Linked DNA regions of Sus scrofa: all the other regions are linked to region 3. The links are chromatin contacts, called in public HiChIP or PLAC-seq maps. All regions are on one chromosome and are shown on one strand. The core of a region is the stretch at or near the end of the contact, and the rest is flanking DNA. Distances in the headings are between cores, read along the strand shown. Region 1 holds the start of TRIM59 (tripartite motif-containing protein 59). Region 2 holds the start of IFT80 (intraflagellar transport protein 80 homolog). Region 3 holds the start of LOC100514323 (NACHT, LRR and PYD domains-containing protein 1a-like).

Region 1 (4,347 bases), core at 1,510-4,009, 350 kb after region 3:
AACTTTGTTCATTTTTTTCCAAAAGTGGTAATTTAATTGGATTTTAGAAGCATATTAAAATGGGATATGATTAAAAAATAATTTACTACCTTTTTCAACTGTCCATTATCTTGAAGAGATATAAATTTATATATATACATATTTTTATTTTAAAACAATAAAAAGCTTTAAAAATATTTAGTGTATTGCCTGTTATGCAACCTGTCTCCTGCTAAATTAATTTTAGAATCAGTTTATATTATTCTATACTTTTAAAAAGCAAAAGAACAAATTCAAATAACCCAAGTGAAATGTTATTTTTCTCCAGTGAATACTAAAAGCCTAAGTACAAATTCATAACTTAGTTCAAGATTTCCTCTTCCTTTTTAAAAGTTACCAGGAAGGAGCACTCCCATCGTGGCCCAGTGGTTAATGAACCCAACTAGCAATCATGAGGAGCCTAGCAACCATGAGGACTTCCATCAGCCTCCCTCAGTGGGCAGGCTTGGATCCAGCGTTGCTGTGGCTGTTGTAGGACGTTGCTGTGGCTGTAGTAGGACGACAGCTACAGCTCTGATTCAGCCCCGAGCCTGGGAACCTCCATATGCCTCAGATGCAGCCGTGAAAAGACAAAAGACCAAAAAAATAAGTAAATAAATAAGTAACTAAGAGGAGTTCCTGTTATGGCTCAGTGGCAATGAACCCTACTAGTATCCATGAGGATGCAGGTTTGATCCCTTGCCTCGCTCAGTGGGTTAAGGATCCAGTGCTGCTGTGAGCTATGGTGTAGGTCACAGATGCAGCTCAGATCCTGCGTTGCTGTGGCTGTGGTGTTGGCCGGCAGCTACAGCTCCAATTGGACCCCTAGCCTGGGAACCTCCACATGCCGCTGGTGAGGCCCTAAAAAGCAAAAAAAAAAAAAGAAAGAAAGAATAGCTACTTGGTCATTAAAAAGGAATGCAGATCTGCAGATCAATATGTAAATACATGGTAAAAAAGTATCCAGATAACCTAATAAATTCAACTTGGAGATCGCTATGTGTTAAATGTATTTGTCTGTATTAAGATGCACATATCCTTTTTTTTGTCTTTTGTCCTTTTAGGGTTGCACCTGTGGCATATGGAGGTTCCCAGGCTAGGGGTCCATTCGGAGGTCTTGCTGCTGGCCTATGCCAGAGCCACAGCAACACCAGAGCAGAGCCGCATCTGCGACCTACACCGCAGCTCCTTAACCCACTGGGCGAGGCCAGGGATCGAACCCGAAACCTCATGGTTTCTAGTCGGATTCTGTTTCCACATATCCTTTTAAAATTTCTAGGAGGACAAACAAAACAGTTAATAGTGACTAACGACTAACTTTAAGCTATAGATCAGATTAGGGAGTTGTTTACTTTTCACTTTATGCTCCATCTATATGTTTGCATTTTATACACCCACCAACATATCTTTTTTCAAAAGATTTAAATTTTTCACCTTACAGTTTGTCATACACTCAGTAAAAATTTACTGAAAATTTCTTTGATATTCACTTAATTTCCCAGAACTTACCACTTTGTTGACCTTCTGGTTTGAAGACTGAATATACTCTATCTTCTCCAACTTTTTCAGATGGTTTTATTCTTATTCTAAAATAAAAATAACTTTAATGTTCTGGATTTACATTCTCAAAAAAATACATTAAATACGATATCATAGGGAATGGCTGTTATTTCACTGCCTTTGATGTTTATGCTCTCTAAGCCTGTGTTTTCAGAAAAGTAGTGACAAACATCAAAAGCTGTGGAGCAGCAGGAGCGGCACCAACTGCACCTGGAAAATCCCAATAATCCTGTGACCAAGTAAGTTGTCACAAAGGACCTCTTATTAGAGCGTCAACTAACTTCGGAGCTCTTGAAAATATTCGCCAACAATGGTGATGAGGGAGCAAATATTCACGGTCATTTCAGACTGCTGAAAGCTAGTCGGAAGACAAGAAGCATCCATTTAAGTGAAGATTTTTGCCAGCTTAAAATTATAAATCTTGATTTAGGTTATTCCCATCAATACGTCTGTTCATCTCTTGGTTCAGCCATTTAAATGTTGAGAGATCCTGGGTCAGTTTTACTTAATGCCTCTCAAAACTGAGGTCTCACATCTGTAAAATGGGCATAATTACACCTACTCCTGTTAAATCCAATGAGAACCTCTCGAAAAGAAGAGGCCTAAAACAGCGCTACCCTTCCCATCCCCTACCCCAAAGCTAAGGGCAACTCCCCCCCTCCCGCCGCGGGGTCTCTCTCCCAACGCCCCGGCTCCCTCGGCTCCGAATCCCCGCGAGGTCTCCCAGCTCGGCGGAGCCCCGCTCCTCCCACCCTCACGCCACAGAAGGGTCCTTCCTCACGAAAACGCAGTTCCACACCGGAAGGGGGCAAAGAGGTTCTTCAAACGCTGCACCTGGGACGAACGAGAAGCGATGCGGCACCCAAGCCAGCCCTCTCCATCATTAAGCCCCTCGACTCTCCTCCAAACCCCGCAGGACACCAGCCTGCGCTACAGGGGAAGAGAGGGACCCAGAGCCGCCATCTCCAAAAGAAGAGAAGCTCTTAGACTCACCGTGGAGACGAGCGAACCAGGTACCTCCACCGGCTGAAACAGCTCCACAACCTGCAGTGTGAAGCTAAGACCTGCGCAGCGTACCCGCCCTCCTCCGCCCTGAGGGCCTTCAGGTGCCCAGACGGGGCGGGGCTCACGAGCCTTACAACGCAGGCGCAGTGTCCCGGCAACCTTCAACTGCGTGGCACCAGCCAATGGGAAAGAGCGCGGGGCCGTGGTTCGAAAGTAAACTGCCGACAGCTGGGGCCGGGCGGGGCGGGGGCGTGATCGCGTGGGCTGGGCGCGAGGACGGGCGTGGTTTCTGCGCCTGCGCACTATGCATGGGTTGCCACCCGGGAGCTAGGCAGGCGCGCAGCAGGGAGCCCTTCTGGCGGCGTTGACTCCTGCCTTGGAGGGCAACTGGGCGGTGTTGCAGGAGAGGCGGGGTCTAGCGGAGGCCGATGTTTTTTATAAAAAAGCTTCATACCACACCTTATTTAACCTGGATTTAAGCCGGCACGTCGTAAATGTAGACTTTAAAGGGCAGCGTCTTTCATCTGACCTCACAGGTTCCCTGAGCCCTGAGGGCAGACGCACCCCACTGGGCAAGCTCTGTCTTCTCCTGAACCCTGGTTTCCTTTTGTTTAGGGACTCTGGACACATAAACCCACCAAAGTAGTTGGTTCTAGCAAAGGAGGAGGGGGCTTCTGATTATTGAGAATTCTCGTGTAGTTAAAGAGAGCCGACTCTGGGAGAGCTAGTGGGACCTTAGGATTCAGGATCTCCCTGCATCTCTCCTTACTCTTCCTCCCGCTCCCCAGCCCCGCGCCCTCTTTCCACGCTGTGAAATTATTGCCTGGAGATGGCTGTTGCGCAGAATTCCTGACTTCCAATTCAATTTCTCCACCAAGTTCCTATTTCACTTTCTTAGTCCCAGACTCAGAAAACGCACAGTTCAGTAAGTCCTTTACCCTTTTTCTTGAGAAATCGTATCCAGCTGTATGTGGCTCAAGACAAACTCATCACAGCTTGCCTCTCTTAACAGCAGATAGAAGTCGATCACGTGTGCAAAATAGAACTGTTAGCCTCCATATACTGTGTATTGCCAGTACTTTCAGATCTTATGCTCTTATGCAGTAAATTACAGAAAAATAGTAAACAGAATAAATCACACTAAGGTAATAGCAGTGAGTCTTGAGTCAACCTCCTATATGTTTACCAATTCAGCTACTGAAAAGATTGCTTATGATGTGTGGATTCCACTGTAATGTGGTGGAATATATACATGTAGGCTTTATTGTGCACACAAATTTTTTATTTAAACATTGGTGTCATCCTGATAAGGAGTTTTCCTTTTTGTCAAAGCAATACGTTAATATCTTTCCATAGCAATAAATGCAGCATACTTTTATATTATTTTCTCTTTTAAAAAATGTAAGAGTGGGCGTTCCCGTAGTGGCTCAGTGGTTAATGAATCTAACTAGGAACCATGAGATTGCAGGTTCCATCCCTGGCCTCGTTCAGTGGGTTAAGGATCCCGCGTTGCTGTGAGCCGTGGTGTAGGTCACACACGTGGCTCGGATCTGGCGTTGCTGTGGCTGTGGTGTGGGCCCGCGGCTACAGCTCCCATTGGACCCCTAGCCTGGGACTTCCATGGGCAGCGGGTGCAGCCCTAAAAAGGAAAAAAAAAAAAAAAATGTAACGGTGATGTTAACTAGGGACCTTAGGTAATTATGATGTAGGTTCTTCACTTTTAACAAATGCACCACTCCAGAGAAGATATTGATGACGGGATGA
Region 2 (4,592 bases), core at 1,566-4,065, 290 kb after region 3:
TATTCCAATTTTTCCCTTTAAACTCATTCTTATTTCTCCCTATAGGGTACAATTTTTTGAACACAAAAAAGTAAGGATTCTCTTCTTTGCCTTAAATTATAGATAATGGTTTTTAGCAGATGATTTGGGACCAGAAAGATGAGACTTGGTTATACCTTCCAAGACTGTAACCTAGTCCCTCCCAATTGGACCAGCTTCTTTTTATCCAAAGTACTGGCAGAGATCAATCAAGTCTTTATTTCTTATTGACTCTATTCTCTTCTCAAATCACTTCTTCACTTATTCTGAGTGTCCTACTGTCACTCCATATTTAAGCTCCACTATAACTTTGCTATGAATGTCTTTCCTACATTACAGACACTAGTCTAAACTTGTTTAAAAATATTCATTCTGAGTGGAGCACGGTTAGATTCAACTAAATCTAAAGCTATTGGTCACTTTATTGGTTTATTGAAATTACATTTCTTACTCATTAGTCACTAAGACCTATCATTACTTATAGCAATAACAAAGGCAGCAAGACTAGGATTTATTTGTGACATCTTTCTTCTTATCCCCTCATCACTAATCCAGGGATTCATAAAGAATAGATAGAATCTGACTGACTTTTAGTCTGGCTCAGACTCTTAACCATTAAAAGCTACAAAAGCTACAGATTTTCCCCTGCAAATATATTCAGATTTTTTTCCATTCCACTGCATAGGCACTTTTAACTTCCCACACGGAAGTAAGTACAATTCCATGTACGGTAATAATCTCAGCCATGCCTGATCTCAGTTTCTTAACACATTTCACATAAATAGTTAATTTTTTTTATTAAGTCATTCCTAAGCTCAAATTTTTTCTAATATTCTAAAAATGTATCATATGTAACATCCTTGATCTGGCTTGAAGACCCTTCGTAAGCTAACCTTCTTCTAACTTGACATACCCATTATTCATCCTTAGCACATACCCTGATAAAATCAATGGTAAAACACAGCAATATCAAATGAATATAGTGTGTGGGATAGACAATCATAAACAATTCTATGAGGTAGGTATTATATGCTGATTTTATAATAAATACTCTCAGAGGGACTGATAAATTGATAAATTGTCTAAGTATGTAGACAAAAAAACATGAGATTTGGGATTCTGTTATCTCTTACATCTTTCTACTCCACTGTGCTGTCTCCCAAATACACTACCCAATTTGGTCTAGTCTTTGCATTTCTCTTGGTTAATATCTCTCCAACTCAGGGTTAGTTATGTTTTACAGACTTCAAAAATCCAAAAGATTCCAGATGCTTTCAAAGAGAATTACTACATTTTCCTCGCACACCTACGGGTCAAAATTTTTTTTCATTGAGTTTACTGTCTGTAGTTTGTCCTTCGAAAACAATTTTTTTCAACTTCAAATATAAAGGTATATTACAATAAGGAGTCAATACTTACTCAAACCACACCAGTCTCCCCTCTTCAACAAATTCTTACACTTGTGGGCAGTGGCCTCTACATGTCTTCTTGGGAATCACTGAACCTGAATATGCTCCTCAGGGCAAGGGTCATACATACTTACTTAGAATGACAATTTAAATTCATGCATAAAGAGGATTTATTGGGGGTTTAGTATGTCAGGCACCAAGTATTAAAAAGCTAAAAGGGGGAATAAAAGAGTTCCCAGTTCTCCATGTCAAGTACTTTAGAGCTGCTGAACAAATGCTTATTGGAGGTAGTCAAATCAACCAGTGGTTAACATTTGGGGGATTAGGATCGTGTTTGAGAATTTGATAAAAGTTCTGGGAAACTCCTCAGAAAAATTCACAAGCAGACATAATTCTGTACACAGCTAAAGGGGCAAGGGGTTGGAGATGGAGAGTGGAGGAGAGGTGGTATGAACAATCGCCTACCACCAGATCCATAAACTCCAGGTTAAAAACTCACTAACAAAACTAAATTCTCTGGGAACAGAAATACTACCTTGATAATCTTTCTTATGCCTGACACAGTGCAACGTGTACAAAGCTACTTAATATTTGCTGATCGATAATTTTTTCATAAACATATGATACGAGCAAATCGTTTCTTCTATTACGGAGTCTTTCAGCCAAATAATTTTAAAAGCCAGAAACCCTCTTTCGCTAGTGACGCTAACGACCTAATACTAATAACTCGAAATCCTTATTTTGCTATTTACTACAAGATCATTCACCAATCGAGGTCTTCTCCTTGTTGTCCCCCTACTCTCTCCAAAGACTTAGGGCTTCCTCTGCATCCCAAGAGCTACGTCCAGAGCCCCAGTGCTCCAGGGAGATGGAAAATAACTGATGCTCCAAGCTGCAAACACCCTAAAAGCAGGAAAAGTGGGTCCAGTAATGGCCACAACCTCTAAACTCTTTCCTCACTTCGTCCAGAGATAGAGATTTACCTTAAGTAAGTTCCAGGAAAGCAGTGGCGATCGCTCTCACAGGGGTGCTACCAGTTACCAAGAAGCCTCGGATCTCTTCGTCACCATAGCGACTTCTGAGAGCAGAGCGAACTCCCTCTTCCCGCGATACTTCCCGCCGCGTCACCCGAGCGGGCCCGAGACCCCGCCCCTAGCGAGCCCGCCCTCTTGTTAAGGAGCGTTATTGGGCTTCTGTGCCCGTTGTTTAGCTGTGGGCGGGGTCCCATTCTGTTTTCTTCCTCTTATTCAAAACTCCCAAAACTTTTTAAAAATATATTTTATATGAATGTTGTTGTCCATAGGCCCAAGGAAAACATTGCTTCGCTTTTCTTTTTCACTTAGAAATGTCCTCTGCCGCCAGGGTCCCGCCAGCATTTCGCGCATGCGTGTAAACGACATGAAGATGGCGACCATAATCGCCGCAGTTTTTTCAAATTAGTGGGTCCCAGAAAGCATTGCGCGCATTTGTAACGAATTTCCGTTCGAGTTTGTATTTTAGGCGCCATTTTCGAGTGAAGGACCCGGAGCCGAAACACCAGTAGACGCGGGGGGGTTATACAACCGTTTCCAGCCTTGGTCTGAGTGGACTGTCCCGCAGGTAAAGTACCTCTTTTCCTGGTAGAGTTGTCACACTCTTACTTCCTGCCCCGTCTGCCGGCACCTGGGAAGAAAAGGCCTTGAGCTGGAGCGGCCGAAGTCTAGGCTGAGGCTGCCGCCGGGAGGTTTCTCTCGCTGTCACCCCTCCCCCCTCAGCCTCTCCTCAGCATTCGGGGCTCCCGCGCGCTTCTTCTGGGCGCCACTTCTTTGAGCTACTTGGGCGTCGCTCAGGGGACGCGAGGGATCGGGGCTTAAGCTTCGTGGACTTCTTCTCAGAAAACTTGGTCCCGATCGGACTGTAGGGTTTCCCCTTGCCCCGGCCCCCTGCCTCTCTCTCTCTTCTCCCAAGGGACTGATTACCCGATCTGAGCCCTTACTGGTGACCTTTCCTGGTTTATTGCCTAGCGGGAGTCTGCCGCGGACACCGGAGGTACAAACCCCTGCTGCCCCAAGGTGATTTGAACCGGAGCCGGCACTGCCGGCCTCCGATTTGAAAATCGCGGGGGTCGACCCCATCCACTGGTCCCTATCGGGCAGTCGTGAGGACACCTCAAAGCCCGCGGGCGGTCAAGGGCTCCTAGAGCTAAATGGCGAGGAGAGGATAGTGGGCGGCGAGCAGCCGGTTCTTCGCTGCTCTCGGAAGTTGAGAGCCCCTCAAGCCTAAAGTTAATACGAACTCTTCGCTCTCAAAGTGTGTGCGCTTGTATTCCTAGCCCCGGGAGCGTGGGCATGTCGGTAAACGCCAGTTTACTTCGTTTAGAAATTACGTTAGAATATTCTTATACCCTTACCTTCGTCGGGGGGATGGGAAGGGAACTTTAGAAAATAAAAAGAACTAAGCTTGATTCCCCAAGCACGTCTAAGTTTTCCCACTTGCTTTGGACTTAGGAAAACGGATCCCGCCTTCTTGGCACCTCGAGGGGTTTTGTGCCTTCTTTCTCGAGGACCCGCTGGCGTTGAGCAGGGTTTTTAAACGGGGCTTTCGGAAATAGATGGACGGAATTTTCCCCGGGTTGGGTGGGGTGGAGGCTGGGCCCATCCCACCGCCGGGCCAGCGGAGAATGGACCCTCAAGGTCCTGCGGCTCGCGGGCTGACTTGCCGCCGGCTCTTTCTCGGCCCCAGCGACCATGCCCCGTAAGGGCACCCAGCCCTCCACTGCCCGGCGCAGAGAGGAAGGGCCGCCGCAGTCCCCGGACCGCACCAGCAGCGATGCGCAGCCGGAGTCGCCGCCCGGCTGCTCGGAGAGCCGGGCGCCTGCCACCGCAGGTGAGTAGCAACCGCGGGAAAGCGCATGGGGGATCCGGGTGTGTCCGCGCCCAACCCAGGACTGTCTGGTGTCTTGGGGCGCGGGCAAGAGGGGCTTCGGGGTTGCGGTGCGAACATCTCGTGTCGGTTCCGTAGACCCACTGAAGAAAGCGGTCTGGCGAGTTTCACAGATTAGACTATGCAGTTTCGGTGTAACGGTCCTGGAGGGGGATGGAGGCGAGTAAACAGCTTCAATTCTTAATTTCTGTTTATTGTCTTCTGTTTCCGCGGAAATCGACACTATTAGCCAGTAGTCAGTGG
Region 3 (4,695 bases), core at 26-2,525:
TGTGAGACGCTGATGAGACGTTGATGACAAACACAGACAACGGCTGCCTTTACAATAATAGCAGAAACCCTCCAAGCATTGTTGATCCCGCGCCTTCTGTGCTCCAGACTTTAGTGACCCAGGGGGGTGGGCGGGGGCAGAGAGGCTGAGGGCGGGGGGAGGTGCTCCACGCATGGCCCAAGGGGGGCGTTAAGGAAATAACCCTGCTGTCAATGAAAACAACTTGAAAGCCGGGAGGCCAAAGCGCGGATGTTCAGAAACATCTCCAAAGTTCACTTCCAGATGCAAAAGGCGCAGGGGCTCCAGGAAGCTGAAGCTCAAGGACAGGGGAGCAGATGAGGACAGCAGAAGCCAGGCCTCGGAGGCGGGAGGCGGGGAGTCACCCGCGGAAGCCGGAAGGGGGCGAGTCCACCCGCAAAGAACAAAGGGGATGCCGCAGGGCGACCTGCCCTCCTCCTCACCCGCCCGCGCCCCGCTACTGCTTCCAACTGGAAGATGAGAACAAATCTGCCCACCTGCCGCCGCGCGGCTAGGCAGCGGGCTGTAGGAAGCCGCGGCCACAAGGGGCAGCAGCGCAGCCCGTAGCCCCGCCTCCCGGTCCGGAGCGCGGGCCTTCCAGCAGCGCGCCACCACAGTGAGGTCCGCCCGACCCAGGTGCCGCCGCCAGGGCCTGGGCTGGGGGTGGGAAGTCAGAATTGGGAATGACGGGCGCTTCGCCTCCCCAATGCTCCGTGCCCGCGCGGGGCATGCGCCGCCGCCTACGGGTGCTTTGTGAGGCCGGAGCGGGGATGCCCGGGCGGGAAAAGGGCGAAAGCGCCCCGCCTGGGAAAAGGGCAAAAACAGAGTCCGCGGTGGAGCAGGATGAAGGGGGCAAAGCCCCTTCTCCACGCGTGGATGTTAGGTCCGGGTGCACCCCCACCCCCACTGCGCCCTCTTTCCTACACCCCTACACCCAGCCCGGCGGCGGCGCTCACCTGCTCTCCACGACCCCCTCGCCTCCGCTCATCGTCGCTCTGCGGCTGGGAGGCGGCGCCTTGCGCGCCCGGGGATCTGCTCTCGGCTCGCGCCGGGGCGCCTGCTGGAGAGGTTCGCGTGCTGAGCTGCCCTACGCACCCGGAGGCTGCCGACGCTGCTGGGGGAGGGAAAAGGGCGAGCGAGAGCCACCAGGGGAGGGGACTGGGAGGGAGGGGGCGCCGGGCGCCCTGCCGCAGCCGCAGCCGAAGGCAGTCGGGGCTCCTAAACGGAAACGCACGATCGCCCGCGCCCCCGCGCGTGCACGCCGGCGTGCACACTCGCACACGTGCGCACACCGGCCGCTCGGTGGCTGCTTACTGCCCTGTGAGAACTAGGTTTGGTGACACTAACGCGCAGAGATTCTGTGAAAGAAAAGGGCCAGCTCCTTTCTAGAGGGGACAGAGAGCTCAGGAGGGTTGGATACTCTTGTATCTGTGATTTTTCACGAGACAACCTCCTCCCCGGAGGAATTCTCAGATTTTCTTAGGATCTGTAAGCCCCCTGAAATTCTTTCAGATTTTGTATCTAAATACAGGTATCTGGAATGAGGGACTCTGGCTTTCACATGATTAAACACCCCCACCCCAAACTGTAAGAATGGATGGACTAAGCCAGTGGTCCCCAAACTTTGCTGCACATTAGATCACCCAGAGAGCTTATCAAATCTCAAAGCCTCAAGCGGTATCCCAGACCAATTAGTGCAGTGAGATCCAGGTGTCAGTATTTTTTAAAGATCCAGGCAATTAAAACATTCAGGAAGGAGTTTCCAGTTGTGGTGCAGCAGAAACAAATCCATCTAGGAACCGTGAAGTTTCGGGTTCCATCCCTGGCCTTGCTCACTGGGTTAAGGATCTGGCGTTGCCGCGAACTGTGGTGTTGCAGAAGTGGCTCGGATCGCAAGTTATTGTGGCTGTGGTGTAGGCCGGCGGCTACAGCTCTGATTCGACCCCTAGCCTGGGAACCTCCATATGCCACAAGTGCGGCCCTAAAAAGACAAAAGACAAAAAAAAAAAAAAAAAAAACTCAGGAAAATGTGAGAACCACTGCTTAGACTATTGGTGGCCTTCATTGTACACTGTTTTTTTCTTAGCTGTTTTTCAGCATGATTGTTTTCTTGTCTGTCTTTTCCATGAGGTGGTGGGTATCACACAGCATCTAGCCCAGGTCTGGCTCACAGTAGGTGCTTAGAAATACACTTACTGGAGTTCCCGTCGTGGCGCAGTGGTTAACGAATCCGACTAGGAACCATGAGGTTGCGGGTTCGGTCCCTGCCCTTGCTCAGTGGGTTAACGATCCGGTGTTGCCGTGAGCTGTGGTGTAGGTTGCAGACGCGGCTCGGATCCCACGTTGCTGTGGCTCTGGCGTTAGGCCGGTGGCTACAGCTCCGATTCGACCCCTAGCCTGGGAACCTCCATATGCCGCGGGAGCGGCCCAAGAAATAGCAACAACAACAACAACAACAAAAAGAAAAAAAAAAAAAGAAAGAAAGAAATACACTTACTGCAGGAAGGAGGAAAAGACAGAGTCCAGGACTGGTCCTCTACTTTGCTCTTCCTGAAATTCTCCATAGATTGAGATACCCTTAACTGAAGGGAAACGACTTCATGTAATGCCTGAAGCTGGGGAAGAAAATGTGCCTTTGTGCTTTGAAGGGATGTGTTGTCCTTTTTTTTTTTTTCTTTTTTTTTTTTTTTTTTTTGGCGGGGGGCGCAGCTCTGCAACATATGGAAGTTCCCAGGCTAGGGGTTGAATCAGAGCTACTGCTGCTGGTCACAGCTGCAGCCAGTGCTGCAGCAATTCAGGATCCCAGCCATCTGCAACCTGCACTGCAGCTCACAGCAACACCGGATCCCCCAACCCAGTGAGCAAGGTCAGGAATGGAACCACATCCTCATGGATACTAGCCATATTCATTTCCGCTGCCCACCACAACAGGAACTCCTGGGATGTGTCTTTTAGATTTCTCCAAATGTCTCAGCCCCAGAATACCCCTACCTGCCTCACTGTGACTCAAAGGCCCAGGCTGGCACTGTGGATGGGTGCAATAAGGGTCATAACCCCTATGGATGGAACACCCATGAGTCCGACACTATAATAAGATACTTTATATTCTGGAAAAGAGCTGATCTGGTATCATCACTGGTGTTCCTTTGTTGAATATAAACATGAACAATTTCACAGAACATCAGACAAGGCCCCTCTGTAACCACAATGGATGAAGACCAGGACAAGACTCCTTAATCATGTCTGAGCACAGACAAAACGTGAGCATTGCCCAAGCCACCATGAACACACGCCTACCTTGGCCAATTGGAGTGACCGCTGCTTCTTTGCCAATTACAGCCTTAGCCACTCTCAAGTCTGCCCTTCTGTAGATAAGATTTATGAAGATACACATTCATAGATTTACCCCTGCTTTCCTAAGCCCTCCCCCAATCAGCTAACAAAGCCCCAAATCCTTTAATAATATTTCCTAATACCTTCTCACTGACACACCTCCATGGTTTCCCATGGTGTGCATTTCCCTCACTAAAATGGTAAGAAATTCAACTTTTTAAGCTACAGGTGTATTCCTAGTGAGCTGTGGCAAGAGAATGTTTAAAATAACATCTTAATCATCACAATAACAGTACAAGGTAAATATTACACCCTCTTCTCATATAAGATAACTGGGGTTCAGATAGATCATATAATTTACACAGGGCTGCCTGGCTGTCAGTGGAGAGCTAGAGTTCATGTTCACATGGATTCTTGGGATCCAGACTAGAATGTGGCTTCCTTATAGGAACTGTGGCTTCCAGATGATCTTGAGTTCCAGCCCTAACTCGGTCCTTTTCTAGCTACAGGAATTTGAGCAAGTCATTTAACTTTCTTGATTTTAGCTTCCTTGCAAAAGAAAAATAAAATTAAAAAAGTTCTAGGAACTAGACGTTTTGTTTGTTTGTTTGTTTTTGTTTTTGCTGCACTTGAGGCCTATGGAAGATCCCAGGCCAGGGACTGAATTTGAGCCGCAGCTGTGACCTATACCACACCTGTGGCAACACCAGATCCTTAACCTACTGCACCAGGCCAGAGATCAAATCCACACCATCACAGAGACAATGCTGGATCCTTAACCTGCTGCACCAGTCCCAGGACTAGTATTTTTTTTACTGAGATATACCGCATTTTATTAGTTTGGGGTGTATAATATAATGATTCAATATATGCATATATGTGAAACTATCACCATAAGTCTAGTTAACATCCATCACCACACATGCAGTTACACTTTTTTCTTATGATGAGAATTTTTTCAAGATACAATCTCTTAGCAAATTTCAAATATACAATACAATATTATTAACTATAAGGATATATACACTACTAGTATATTTTTCATAAGCTCCCCAGGTGGCCTGATACAGCACCCATTGGCAGACCCTGGTTAGAGAAATTACCTTGCAGCTGCCAGATCTGAGGTACCCTTTTCCAAAGTCTCACTTAACTCTTCTCCTGAAAATCTCCTTTGGCTTCCAGGGGGTCCACATGTTATGGCAAGCAACTGAGGTCCACAGAGAACTCTGCAGAGCTAAAGCCTGAAAAACCATGTGAGTGAACTTGGCAGTGGATCTTTCAGCCCCACCTGAGTATTTGGATGACTGAAACCCTGGTGGATAGCTTGCCTGCAGTCTCATGACA

The links. HiChIP or PLAC-seq counts read pairs in DNA pulled down with a chosen protein or histone mark.
Region 1: a contact with region 3 is called in an H3K27ac HiChIP or PLAC-seq map of alveolar macrophages. The contact joins the promoter of TRIM59 here to the promoter of LOC100514323 in region 3. A contact is called at or near these places in 2 of 47 Hi-C or Micro-C datasets (liver and skeletal muscle) and 1 of 2 datasets of contacts at active chromatin or transcription factors (alveolar macrophages).
Region 2: a contact with region 3 is called in an H3K27ac HiChIP or PLAC-seq map of skeletal muscle. The contact joins the promoter of IFT80 here to the promoter of LOC100514323 in region 3. A contact is called at or near these places in 3 of 47 Hi-C or Micro-C datasets (heart right ventricle, liver and skeletal muscle) and 2 of 2 datasets of contacts at active chromatin or transcription factors (alveolar macrophages and skeletal muscle).

Annotation. Positions count from the first base shown.
Region 1 is chr13:100,130,358-100,134,704 of Sscrofa11.1, forward strand. It overlaps TRIM59 (tripartite motif-containing protein 59), which reads right to left and starts at 2,760. Exons shown (of 3, transcript XM_005669954.3): 1 at 2,572-2,760; 2 at 1,528-1,604.
Region 2 is chr13:100,075,333-100,079,924 of Sscrofa11.1, forward strand. It overlaps IFT80 (intraflagellar transport protein 80 homolog), which reads right to left and starts at 2,816. Exons shown (of 20, transcript XM_021069731.1): 1 at 2,411-2,816. SMC4 (structural maintenance of chromosomes protein 4) reads left to right here and starts at 2,817. Exons shown (of 24, transcript XM_005669952.3): 1 at 2,817-3,026; 2 at 4,149-4,292. The coding sequence starts at 4,154.
Region 3 is chr13:99,785,239-99,789,933 of Sscrofa11.1, forward strand. LOC100514323 (NACHT, LRR and PYD domains-containing protein 1a-like) reads right to left here and starts at 1,276. Exons shown (of 17, transcript XM_021069727.1): 1 at 975-1,276. The coding sequence starts at 1,006. It overlaps LOC106507994 (a long non-coding RNA gene), which reads left to right and starts at 231. Exons shown (of 4, transcript XR_001304462.2): 1 at 231-654; 2 at 4,534-4,604.